Linked DNA regions of Gossypium hirsutum: region 1 is linked to region 2. The links are chromatin contacts, called in public Hi-C maps. All regions are on one chromosome and are shown on one strand. Each heading gives the region's core, a stretch centred on a gene start, on an enhancer-like site or on the middle of the called end of the contact. The rest is flanking DNA. Distances are from core to core; before and after follow the strand shown.

Region 1 (2,964 bases), core at 240-2,739, 260 kb before region 2:
AATTGCTCATTTGCTCCTTCATGTGAATTTTAAAATAATTTGATTGGATTCCATTAAAAATCCCTCTAAACACTCCTAATCATAGAAAAGCTATGATAGCCACGAAATATCAAAAAGCTTCCGTGCATTAAACTATTTAGTAAATGGTAATTGGGAAATGCTAAAGTGAACGACATTATCCAATACCGTGTCGAGTAGCCACAAAAAGAAAAAAAAAGTTGATTGCCCCAACATTCGATAAACTATGTCTTATATCTATTTGAACATGGTGTGGGACAATAAACGTAGGACAACTTAACAATGCTCATGATAACTACTAAATGTGGGAAAAGTAGCCGTCTATAGTCGGTGAAGCATATCCAATCGATAAAGCTACAAAGAACAGAAGATTTTCGATAAGAAAATTCCTCGATACAGCTAAATTCTATACATTAGCAAGTTACCATCTTTTTGCTCATTTCTAGCAAGCTTCAACGTTAAGTTCCAACACCCATACATGATATTATCAATTTTTCAAGAAATATAACATAAACGTATAAACTAGGACAAGAAATTCACACCCAGAAAAAAATGGGAGCCATTGTAAGTTACCTCAATTTGGGGTTCTTGAACTTGTTGTTGGGTATGAATAGTGTCAGTTTCACCTCCAGTGGAAGCAAAAGGAACCAATTTGAGGAAGCGAAGAGAGGGAGTGAAGCTGAAGCGGAGGGGACGGCTTGAAGGAGGAAGTCTTTGTTTGAAGCAGACATGGAAGGGCTTCGAAGAGTTTAAGGAAAAGGTTGTAGCAGGTGGAGTTAGAGGAGGAGGGGACTTAAACGGCAGCGTCTTAATGAGAGTAGCCATGGGAGAAGAAACTATCTTGAGAATGCGAAGAGTGAGTACAAGGAGAGAGGGAGGTGTAGGGAGAGGAGAGAATGGGGTGGGTGACAGACAGATAAAAGAGAAAAGCTGAGGTTTGATTTCGGCCGTTGGATGATTGTTTGTTAAGCAGATCTTATCGACCGTTGCTTAATTGATTGATAATAACTATATTAAAAAAGTTATTTAAAATTATATTTAAATACATAAATAAATCTTCACCACATCCTCTGACTAAATTTTTTGAAATATATTTCCAATATAAAATTTCTTCTTCCACCTTTATCTGGTGGAAGGAGCAATATATCCATTCCATCCAATATGCGTTATAAAATTATTTAAATTTTAAATTTCATATTTTTAATAATATTTTTGATAAAAAAAATGAAAGGCACAGAGCGTTCTTGTCCCAATCACAGACAGCTGAGTATAAAACAATCAACATTTCCTTTTTCTTTCGGAAAAACAATAAAAATTCCCCCAAAAACCAAACCTCTAAAATTTCCAGTTTCCCTCGATGCATGCTGCAAAATAAAGTATCCGGGATGGTGCATATTTTATGTTCAGCCGTATATCTCTTAGAAGAGCAAGGGGAATAGTCACTGTTACCGGTGATATCGGTGATGGTTACCTTGGTTTCGACCAAAAAAATATTCATGCTGGGTTTTTATTATTGGTTTTTTGAAGCTTTTTAGGGTTTGTTTGAGGTTTTTGTTAATTTTGGAAGATCATTATTTTCTTATATTGAGAAATGGGAAGTAGAAAAGAAGAAGAAAGAAACGAAAAGATAATAAGAGGTCTCATGAAGCTGCCTCCTAATCGTCGTTGCATTAACTGTAACAGCGTGGTAAATATTTTCAAGCTTTTCTTTTAAATTTTATTTTATGAGGTCGGGTCGGGAGGAGGTTTTCATAGTTAAGGTGTGCTAGGGATGCTGGCAAAGCGTGGGAAAATGAAAAAAAGAGATGGGTTCTGAAATTTGTTCTTTTTTGTTACTTAAAGTCTCTTTTTAGTTGATGGGTTAAGCAGGATGGATAGAGATTTCTGGTTATGTAAATGGTTTTAGAAATGTGTTCTTTTTGGGGGTTTTAATTTTGTAAGAAATGACTTTAGCTGATTGTTGTGATAGTCAAGTTCTGTTTCGAGTCTAGGAAAGTAAAAAAAAAGGGAAAAAAAGAAAAAAAACGAAGGTGGATTTGAGGTTATAGAAAAAAAGAGATGGGTTCTGAAATTTGTTCTTTTTTGTTACTTAAAGTCTCTTTTTAGTTGATGGGTTAAGCAGGATGGATAGAGATTTCTGGTTATGTAAATGGTTTTAGAAATGTGTTCTTTTTGGGGGTTTTAATTTTGTAAGAAATGACTTTAGCCGATTGTTGTGATAGTCAAGTTCTGTTTGGAGTCTAGGAAAGTAAAAAAAAAGGGGAAAAAAAAGAAAAAAAACGAAGGTGGATTTGAGGTTATAGAAAATGTTTATTAAAATGAGTTTCTCGAATTTCATGAATACAATGCAACTATTAGTAATGAATTTCAAGATGGTAAATAAGATGTTTTAAAAAGGGTGTTGAAATTTGCTTTTTCGTGTCATTTTATAATTAACTTGGACTAACAGATTTCAACTTCCAAGTTTTTACCATTTTTTTCCTGCTCAAATCAGGCTAACCCGGTTCTTCAGCATTACTTGAATGGATTAAATTAACTTTATTCGAGCTTCCAGTGTTGAACTTTTTTTTTTCCATTTTAATGTCCTCCATTTATTTTATATTAATTTTTAGTTCTATCATTTCAGGGTCCTCAGTATGTTTGCACAAACTTTTGGACTTTCGTTTGCATGGCTTGCAGTGGGATCCAGTGAGTATTTTCTTTTAGTTTCTCAAGCATCCACAATTTTCCCATATAAATAATAGTCACTTTTGTGAAGCTTTACATATTTGGTAGTATGTAACTTTATCAGTTGTATACATCAATACATTATGATTTTTGCAATTTAAACGTTGTTGTAACTTTTGTTGTTTCTCATTTTTATGATGTTAAGCTCCTTAACTTAAAGATTTATCTCATCATTTGTTCGAATTTGGTTGATGGTTGCATCTTTGTCTTTACTTAGCA
Region 2 (3,427 bases), core at 268-2,767:
GTTTTGTGGCTCAATCGATATGGGGTGCGTGGTTGAAGAAAGTAAGTCGACTGAGTTTATTTCATTGGAGCTCAATGATTGAATTCCTATAAATATTCAAGTAACTGCATATTTTGCAAAGGAGGCTAAGGATGGGGATCTACTCTTTGGATTTGTTTGTTGGAACCTTTGGCTTAGAAAGAACAAGATGATCTTTGAACCAAACTATGTGGAAGTTGAACGAGTGCTTACGAGAAGCTTTAAATGAGAGATGAGACAAGAACTGCGCTGGCACAACAACATTGTTACACGTGAATAGAGGGTAGTGAGTTAGTCGAGTAATTAGAGGGGAATGACTTTCATGTGGTTGGTATAAGGTGAACATTGATGCTGCAACAACGACCATTGGGGAGTTGGCTTCCGTTGAGAGGATTATATGGGATAGTAATAGCCAATGGGTTATGGAGTTCATACGACGGTGTGGAGCATGTATAATTGGTGATGCAAAATTATGGGGAATTTACGATGCCTTGAGTTGTGCATGGGATATGGGTTTGAGGAAAGTTATCCTAGAGACAAACAATTTGGATGTACATTTATTGGAGAAAAGAATCAGTAATGCCATAACCAAATGCCTTAATGCGTGTAATCGTGGCCATGTTTAGACGGAAATAGGAGGTGTAAGTAGTCCATATTTATCGTAAAGGGAATTGCGCCGCGGATGGGATGGTAAGTCTTGTTTTGGGTAGACCATATGGGGTGTGTATCATACAGAAGGCCCCTTTGACAATCATCCAACTGTTACAAGATGATGAAAATGGCATGGGTTTGAGAAGAATGAATCTCACGTAGGTTAATCTGCGTGCTTTTACTTTTTAGGGTAAACTACACCATTAGTCACTAACCTATAGTTAAGTTTTTGTTTTGGTCACTGAACTATTCGAAAGTTTTCATTTAAGTCATTGAGCTATTCAAAATTTTTTATTTAAGTCACTAGTTTGTTAAGATTTTCTTAAATGTTTCGCCAACGCTCTAAACGACGATTCGATGATTGGTATAATGAATCAGTATCCATCGACGAGTAGAAAAACATACGTTAAATCTGAGTCAATCTGACAGTTAGTGTTGAAGATTGCAGAAAAAAGTTATTTGAATTTTGGTTTGCAGATTTGTGATATCCAAAATTGTTTAATGAAAAGAAAACTAAATTGTAGAAGAAAAGGAGAAAGAGAGCTTTCGATTGGTGCATGTAGTGCGAATAGAGAAAACTATATAACATCAATTTTAATAGCCCAAATGACTTAAATGAAAACTTTTGAATAGTTTAGTGACCAAATTGTAACTTTTTTTGTTAAGTGACTAAAACGATAATTTACTCATAGTTTGTGACTAATGATGTAATTTACCCTTACTTTTATTAAAAAATTTAAAAATTTTGAATTTTAATAATTAAATCATATCTATAGTTTTTCCGGGATTTTTTTTGAAAAAGAAAAAGAATCAAATAGAGTCTGTTTGATTGGATTAAGCCCAAGAACTTGGTATTCGGATACAATGTTACCCACCCGAATAAGAACGGGTCAAGTCCTAAACATGTCGTTTGAACCTCATAACCTGAAGCCAAGACGACGGGGAAAAAAGGAAAAGAAAAGAAAAATGGCGGAAGACACGTTGTATCTTCAACTGCACAAGCTTTCATCTGTAGAGCAAATTCTTGACCAAATTTTAACAACACTATGGAAAACACGAAGGTCCGGTCTTCGCCCGCCCGACAAGTCTCGGTTTCAATCTCTCCTTTCGCTCCCTTCCCTTCCCGACCTCGACCCTGTAATTTTCCTTCTTTTTTTCCTTCGCACTTTCTCTGCAACCAAACACGCTTCTTTCTTTTCTTTGTTTTAGTGTAGTTTTTGTTTGAAGTGTTAAACCTTGAAACTTGGAAGTTAAACATTAAAAGGATTCCGCGTTTTAAAATTGTTTGTTATTTTTGCTATTATTATTTATTTTTATAACTAAATATACACTTTACTTTTAACTTCTTGCTTTTGATTTTTTTTTTCTTTTTGAAAATGTGAAGTGATAATCTACCGGAGACTAAATTAGATTATAGGCTTATTGCAATTGATAAATGATTTTCTTTTCTTGATGTTGTAGTGATAATTGATACTTGAATAATAATATGTCGAAAAATGTGGTGAATAGGTATTGGCATGCCTTCGATTGCTTATCAGGAAATCTGTACATGAAAATTTCAATGGCGATGATCTTTTGAAGCTGTTTCCGCCTGATTTGTCACTTGATTTGCAAAGTCTTCTGGTTCTATTGTTGCAGAAATATCAGAGTCAATGGAAGGAAGAACTAGCAAAAGAACAGGTAAGTAGTAACTTATTTCATAATTGTTCAAAAAAATAAATAAAAATCTACATGCCTGTTTACTGCTATGCTAATGCGAGTTGGTGATTTGGGTGTTGTTATTTATTATTAATATTGTTTGCAATATTTAGGCAACTTATGATTGTGGTTTAAACAGAATTCAGTGCCTTACAGTCAATGTGAATTGGGGACATACAAGCTGATTCGTTAGCGACTTGTTACTTTTACACAGCTGTTATATTCAGGGGTCGTTACAAGCTGCAATAAGTGTTTCACCTTGAGGATCTTTGTGATAGTTATTCAAATTGAATTCAAAACCTTTTATTCAATGTATGTAGAGGCTATATTATTGATTTATTAATGGCTTGTTACTTTCACACAAATCCAAAAGATCTAGGATGTTGCAATTTGTCCCGAAAAGGTTTAGGAAATATTTTTCTTAAAAGATGAGAGTGATTTTTATAGCTAAGCTTTCTGATGTAAATGTAATATACTCTAATTAATAGTTTTAGACTGTTTACAATATCTATTGAAAGCCGGTTTTGCAAGGTAATGTAATGGTTATTCTTCTCCCAACCCCCCCCTCCTAATTCTCATCTTATTTAATTTTTTGGTTGTGATGCCTTGTTGATATTCATCTTTTCCAGCATCCACATTCATTGCCAAGGACCAGTGTTTCCTGTCAGATAAAGGCAAACACACCACCATCTTTCACACCATTGCCATCTTCTGATATTCCAAATTCCTTGTGGCCTCGTCAAGATGATCCTAGTACCAGCACTAATCTTGGTGATTTTGGGGCTTCACCAATCATTGCTGATGCAGCTGGTTTTCGCCTGGCTCCCTTGCTAATGCAACAGGATGCTGGTCCTCCAGACAATCTGGTATATAAAACTTCTTATTTGTTCTTTAGTTTCTTCTTCAATAAATCTAAATATAATTAGTTAATGTTCATATCATTTCATGTATTTGTACTCGTCAACTAATCATCTCCCTTTTCCAGCTACCTCTTGGATTACTGTCTCTTTCCTTGCAATGATGAAATTTGTGCAGCAACTTTTCCCCCACATTACCATTA

The links. Hi-C and Micro-C count contacts between places; a contact is called where the count stands out from the background.
Region 1: a contact with region 2 is called in a Hi-C map of hypocotyl, with 2.5 times the contacts expected there. The contact joins the promoter of LOC107948926 here to the promoter of LOC107913699 in region 2. A contact is called at or near these places in 7 of 34 Hi-C or Micro-C datasets (hypocotyl, leaf and seedling).

The regions. Positions count from the first base shown.
Region 1 is chrD11:49,482,433-49,485,396 of Gossypium_hirsutum_v2.1, reverse strand. LOC107948926 (probable ADP-ribosylation factor GTPase-activating protein AGD14) reads left to right here and starts at 1,489. Exons shown (of 13, transcript XM_016883593.2): 1 at 1,489-1,705; 2 at 2,645-2,706. The coding sequence starts at 1,610. LOC107948928 (protein GrpE) reads right to left here and starts at 1,169. Exons shown (of 3, transcript XM_016883595.2): 1 at 592-1,169. The coding sequence starts at 843.
Region 2 is chrD11:49,220,460-49,223,886 of Gossypium_hirsutum_v2.1, reverse strand. It overlaps LOC107913699 (protein FAR1-RELATED SEQUENCE 3), which reads left to right and starts at 1,517. Exons shown (of 6, transcript XM_016842361.2): 1 at 1,517-1,806; 2 at 2,179-2,349; 3 at 2,997-3,233. The coding sequence starts at 1,534.